Regions from separate parts of the Sus scrofa genome. Here region 1 is linked to region 2. The links are chromatin contacts, called in public HiChIP or PLAC-seq maps. All regions are on one chromosome and are shown on one strand. The core of a region is the stretch at or near the end of the contact, and the rest is flanking DNA. Distances in the headings are between cores, read along the strand shown. Region 1 has its middle 610 kb from the start of INSC. Region 2 has its middle 660 kb from the start of SOX6.

Region 1 (2,700 bases), core at 67-2,566, 300 kb after region 2:
TATTCTGCCCTAACCCTTTTCTAGGTTTTGTTTTCCTAACTCCTGATGACAATCCTCCCGTCTGCCTCCTCCCTGCCTCGGAGGTGGGTTCAGCTTTCCTCCATAGCAGTAGCTCAGAGCAGCCCGGGACTGCCTCTCTGCAGAGCAGAGCAATAGCTCCATCAGCGAGCCATCAGAATCTCTAAACAGTCACAAAATTCATCTCCCCAGACTGCCCGAGAAAAAGGGTAGTTAGGTCTCTTTCCTCTATAATAAGGAGATACAATTATTTAAAAAAAAAAAAAAAGGAAGGAGAAATTGAGATTCATTTCTAACAGACTTGGACATGTGTTGGAGAATATTGTTGAGAACAATTAGAGATGTATGAGTGAGGGGTTTATTTCTCACTTGCTTGTCAGGTCAGAAGACAATCTGTTTATTTTCCTGCTACAATTTTATTCAATAAACTGAAAGGATAGGAGCCAGAAAAGAGGGTATGAACAGGATGTGTGCTATCAATTTGTCAAATAAATAATCGTGCTTGGAAACAACAGATTTTATTAATTAGACAGGATGGTGTATTATTACCATTAAAGTGTTATATTGCATTAATTTTTATATTTTACTCGGCTACTAATTACTGTAAAAGATTTCGGGAATGAAGCAAAATAAAATCATGCAGCATTATACATAATGTAAAGATTGCGTGAATTAATTTGTCCGCTGCTCCCCGCCCGCCGCTGTCGGGAGTGGAAGAGGCAGGCGCGGAAGCGGCCTTCGCCGCAGGAGAGTTCTCGCACCAGCACTTCTACTCCCTCCCGGTTGAGGGAGGCAGCTGGTAAGACCTAGGGTTCAAGACCGGGCTCAGCTACTCACTGACTGGCAAATCACCTCTCTGAAGGCACGGTTTTTCCCTTTTGTAAAAGTAAACACCCCTTTTCTGCCTGCCTCGCAGGGTGATTGTAAAGATCTAACGAATTCTCAAGTGTAAAAGTGCTTTAAAATGTCAGAGGTTGTGAGAGGGGATGAGACCCAGTATTACTTATTAGAGGAGGCAGACAGGCGGGCCAGCTCTGTTAGGGTCCGGATGCTGGGCAGGGGGAGGCTGTACCTTTCGGGCTTGGGGAGCGAATTAGGGCCCTCGAAGGCCACCCAGAGGCCATCGCAGCTACTTCCCTCGCTAAACATCGCGTCGGAGTGGAGGCAAAACTAGCCCAGGGCCACACCGGAGCTGAGCCACGAGTCTGAAACGCAGACCAGAGAGAAGCCACTCCAGATTAGACCCAGGCGCTTCTTACAAGGGGACCCCGCACCTACTCATCAGACCGAACTGGGTTGTAATTCTGCACAGACACAGCCGGCTCTGTGGCCACGGCCAAATCTCTTAACCTCTGTGAATGGCAGTTTCTTCAGTTAAAAAAAAAAAAGTTATTTGCGTAGGAAATGAATTCCCACGCCAGCCACACATTCTGGCTAAGAAGGTAATGGGCAAGGCCTTCGCCAGGGGTAAAGGTCCCCAAGGGCTCCCCGTGGCAGCACAGCCGCTTCGGCGCACCGGGAGCCCCGAGGAGCCCGCCATGTCCTGCTCAGGGCGCTGCCTCCCAGGTCCTCGCTGACCTCGGCCGGAGCGGAGCGGAGCCGCAGGGTCCCGGGACAGCCCCCTCGCCCCACCCCGGGGGCGTTTCTCACCAGCGCGGCCGAAGCCCAGCCACGTTTTTCTCCTGGCTGGGTCTCCAAAGCCCCAGAAGGCGACTACAGAGATTTCTCACGACCCACTGCCACCTACTGTCCGAATCTGGGAACTGCAGGGCAGGGCATACAGGCCTCTGAAGGGGAGGTGCCGATAGGCAGGGCTGCCCAGGACTGAGGATGGCAGAGAACAGTGTTCAGGTCCCTCTGACTGGACCCTCCCATCACACCCTGTTCCTTTTGTTCTGAGTATCCTTTTGCAGTTGTGTGAGAGCAACTTAGCTGGGCCATCTGAAGCCCCGGTTCTCTGGCTTGCACTGTTATGGGCACTAGGGGAAACAGGAGTACTAGGAAAAGCCCCTTGTACCCCATCTGACCACAGCTCCCTTTAGAAGGTCTGAAAATCCTGCCTCTGGATTTGGAGGGCTATTTCTGATCAGTCAAAGTGAACCAATTGTGGGTCTTCCAAAGAATGGCCGCTGTCCCTGTTTCTAGCTTCCAGAGGGTTAGAACTTCACCTGTCGTGACAGTCTAACCTCATTCTGAGTCAGGCATGCCCCTCAGCCTTCCCTATGCCACCAGGATCTCTTATGTCACCCTCTTTTAGGGCATTCATCCTGACCTCTAGTATGGCCTTACTGGCTGTGTCATCTTAGACAGGTCATGGTACTTCTGTGAACATTCTTTTTAAATCAGTAGAAGTAGGGAAGTTCCTACTGAGGCTCAGCGGTAACAAGCCTGACTAGTGTCCATGAAGACGCAGGTTCGATCCCTGGCCTCGCTCAGTGGGTTCAAGATCCGGCGTTGCTGTGAGCTGTGGTGTAGGTCGCAGATGTGGCTCAGATCTGGTGGTGTTGTGGCTGTGGCTGTGGCATAGTCTGGCAGCTGTAGCTCCAATTTGACCTCTAGCCAGGGAACTTCCATATGCCATGGGTGTGGCCCTAAAAAACTGCAACAAAAAATGAGTAGACGTAGGAATAATAATGATATGCAGGAAGCCCATCAAAGAAGGCTGTAGCCAAGACTGACCAG
Region 2 (2,700 bases), core at 92-2,591:
GCCAAGACGAGTTTTCTTCCATTTCTACCCTGATGCCTCCTACACATCCTTTAGTGTCCAGCTTGGTGGCCACCCATTAGGGAAGACCTCTGTCCCAGGCTTCTGGTGACTCCCTCTGTTGTGACCCATGGCGCTTGCAACATCCCTCTCTTATCTGCTTATCTCTATGGTTACAAAGTATCTCCTGTTCTGTCAACTCATCACTGGGCTCTGGGGCAGAAACTAGTCTTACTGACCTCTGTGTCCTAGCAGTATGGCCTGGGACTATGAGTGTGGACTCTGCAACCAAAGGCCAACCCTTCCAGCTAATGATAGGTCACCTGGGAACCATCACTTAACACCTCCGTGTGTACCTTGAGTCCTTCATCTGAAAAGTGCACTAAAATAGCACTTCCTCAAAGCACCGCTGCAAAGGTTTGAAGCCACAACACTTGCCAGGTGCTTAGGAGGCACAGTACGTGTTGCCTGTCATCCTCCTGGCTCGGTGGTGAGCGCACAATGCCAAGCACAGGCTTCAGGAAAGAAAAACCTGAGCTGGTCCTTTTAGGTGAAGTCAGGTTGAGACAGGAGGGGAATCAGATCTGTGGCAGGGCTTTCCAGGTTGGAAGAGACCAAAACCCAGTCGATCTAGTTCCCATACAAGGAGGGACAGCTGGGCTGGTGGGCATGGAGGAGGCACAATCCAGCAGCCCCTCTGCAGTCGCTTCCTCTTACTTGCAACTACTGCTTGCACCTCCTTGTCCTCCCCGTGGGACCATTTGTGCACACCTCTGGGGCACGCGTGTGGCTCTGGCATGAGCTCCAGTGCGAGGATGCTAGAGCCCTGCAGCCGGATTCCCTGGCCCGTGCACTCAGTGTCCCAGATCCAAATCCTCCAGGGACACGTTCTGCTGGTCCCAGCTTCCCTTGGAGCTGCAGCTCCACAGCAGTGGAACAGAGCGGCATTCACCTGGCACTCGAATGGCACGGGAGTTGGGGGGGGGCGTGGTCAGAGAGCCACTGTGGGTGTCCCTCGTTGACAGAGGGACAGCATGAGCAGAGCCAGGACCACACCCTAGAAGAGGACACAGGAGCACAGGGCGCCGAGGACGCTCCATCCCTGGGCCTCCCAGGCAGCCTGTGCAGCCAGGAGGGAGACGGGCTGTGTGGACCCAAGTCAGGGAGAAAGGCCTCCCTTGCTTTGTGTGGGGGCAGGGTGGCACTTTGGCCTTTCTGGAGTCCGCCCTCTGGCTTTGAAACTGAGAAACTCCTGGTTCCGTCAGAGCGACAACCACAGAGCCAAAGAGCTGGTGTGAGCAGCTGAAGAGAGGGCTCCATGACTTGTCACGGAAGCATCATCCTCGACACCGCCACAGCCAGAGGCTGCCTGCCTGCCAGATGCGTCATTGGCGGGCCACCGAGCCTCTGGCCTCCGAGCTGCTGAAGCAGCTACAGAAGCCAAGCCGGCTGAGGGCCCCCGCTCCTTGAGCACTTTAGCCTCTTCAGATCCAACTCCTGTTTATTGGAGGCGGCCTGGGGCAGGCCACACACGCCTGAGGTCCAGACGTTAACCTGCGGTGTTTATGGCACAGCCGATTATTTCCATCATTCAGAGGAGCAGACCGAGAACCAGTAAGCGAAGGGGTTACTTGAGGTCCCGCAGCTCCTAAGTGGCAGAACTGCGATTTGGACAGCGTCTCATAAACACGAGTTCTGTATTTGATTCCCACGCTGCCTCTGATGGGCGAAGGGTGGAGGCCACCTGCTCTGGCCATCCCTTTGCAGTTCGTTTCAGCTCATTTATTAAACAGGACACGTTTTCCGAGTATGTCCTAGATGTGACACATGGGCATCGTGCTAGAAACCGAGGTCAGTCAAATGTGAATCTTGCCCTCGAGTGGCTCACCACCTATTATTCTCCAAGGTGGCAAAGGAAATGCATAAAATCCCTAAGAAAAGAACGTCTGAGGAGAGCTGAGGCCTGGCCAACACAGAACAAACTGGTTCCCTCTTCAGTGGTTTCGTGTTGCCTGTAAGATCAAGCCCAGGCTTTTTTGCAAGGCTCTTCAGCCCCATTAAGGTCAAATCCCACCACCTTCTCCAGCCTCCTCTGTGTCGCTCTGGCTCCATGTCCCAGCCACTCCACACTCCTTGTTCTTTGAGGGTGGCTGCTCCTCATTTTTCCTTTGCCTCAGTGCCTCCTGCTTCCTGCAAAGCCTTTGCTCCCTTTGCTCCTTCAGATGCCTGTGCTCCTCTTGGAGGAAGGGCTCCATCACCCCCTTCTCTGTGGTCCCGCCTCCTAAAGACAGAAACCACTCCCCTCTCTGATGCCTCTTTGTACCCTGCACAGTGTTAATTGTGCAGAAAATAGTGGAGCCCAATGTTATGTCCATCTGGAACCTGCGAGGGCAATCTTTTTTGAGAAAAGAGTCTCTGCACATTAGATTAAGTTAAGGATCTTGAGATGAGATCTTCCTGGATTAGGGTGTGCTCTAAATCCGATAATAACTGTCTTTTTTTTTTTTTCCCCAAATTTAGGGCCACACCTGTGGCATATGGAAGTTCCCAGGCTAGGGTCGAATCAAAGCTGCAGCTGCCAGCCTATGCCACAGCCACAGCAACGCCAGATCCGAGCCAATGCATCTGTGACCCATACCGCAGCTCACAGCAACACTAGAGTTTTAACCCTCTGAGCAGGACCAGGGATCAAACCTGCAACCT

Evidence for each region. HiChIP or PLAC-seq counts read pairs in DNA pulled down with a chosen protein or histone mark.
Region 1: a contact with region 2 is called in an H3K27ac HiChIP or PLAC-seq map of skeletal muscle, with 7 times the contacts expected there. The contact joins two enhancer-like sites. A contact is called at or near these places in 5 of 47 Hi-C or Micro-C datasets (embryonic fibroblasts, fetal skeletal muscle, mesenchymal stem cells and 1 more) and 1 of 2 datasets of contacts at active chromatin or transcription factors (skeletal muscle).

What each region holds. Positions count from the first base shown.
Region 1 is chr2:43,400,120-43,402,819 of Sscrofa11.1, forward strand. No RefSeq gene overlaps it. Among named protein-coding and RNA genes, the nearest start is that of INSC, 610 kb to the right of the region's middle. Within about 2 kb of position 1,317, at least 53 of the 83 cell types and tissues checked have an H3K27ac peak or open chromatin away from gene starts, as enhancers often do. A contact at or near this core is called in skeletal muscle, where this site is marked.
Region 2 is chr2:43,101,785-43,104,484 of Sscrofa11.1, forward strand. No RefSeq gene overlaps it. Among named protein-coding and RNA genes, the nearest start is that of SOX6, 660 kb to the left of the region's middle. Within about 2 kb of position 1,342, at least 3 of the 83 cell types and tissues checked have an H3K27ac peak or open chromatin away from gene starts, as enhancers often do. A contact at or near this core is called in skeletal muscle, where this site is marked.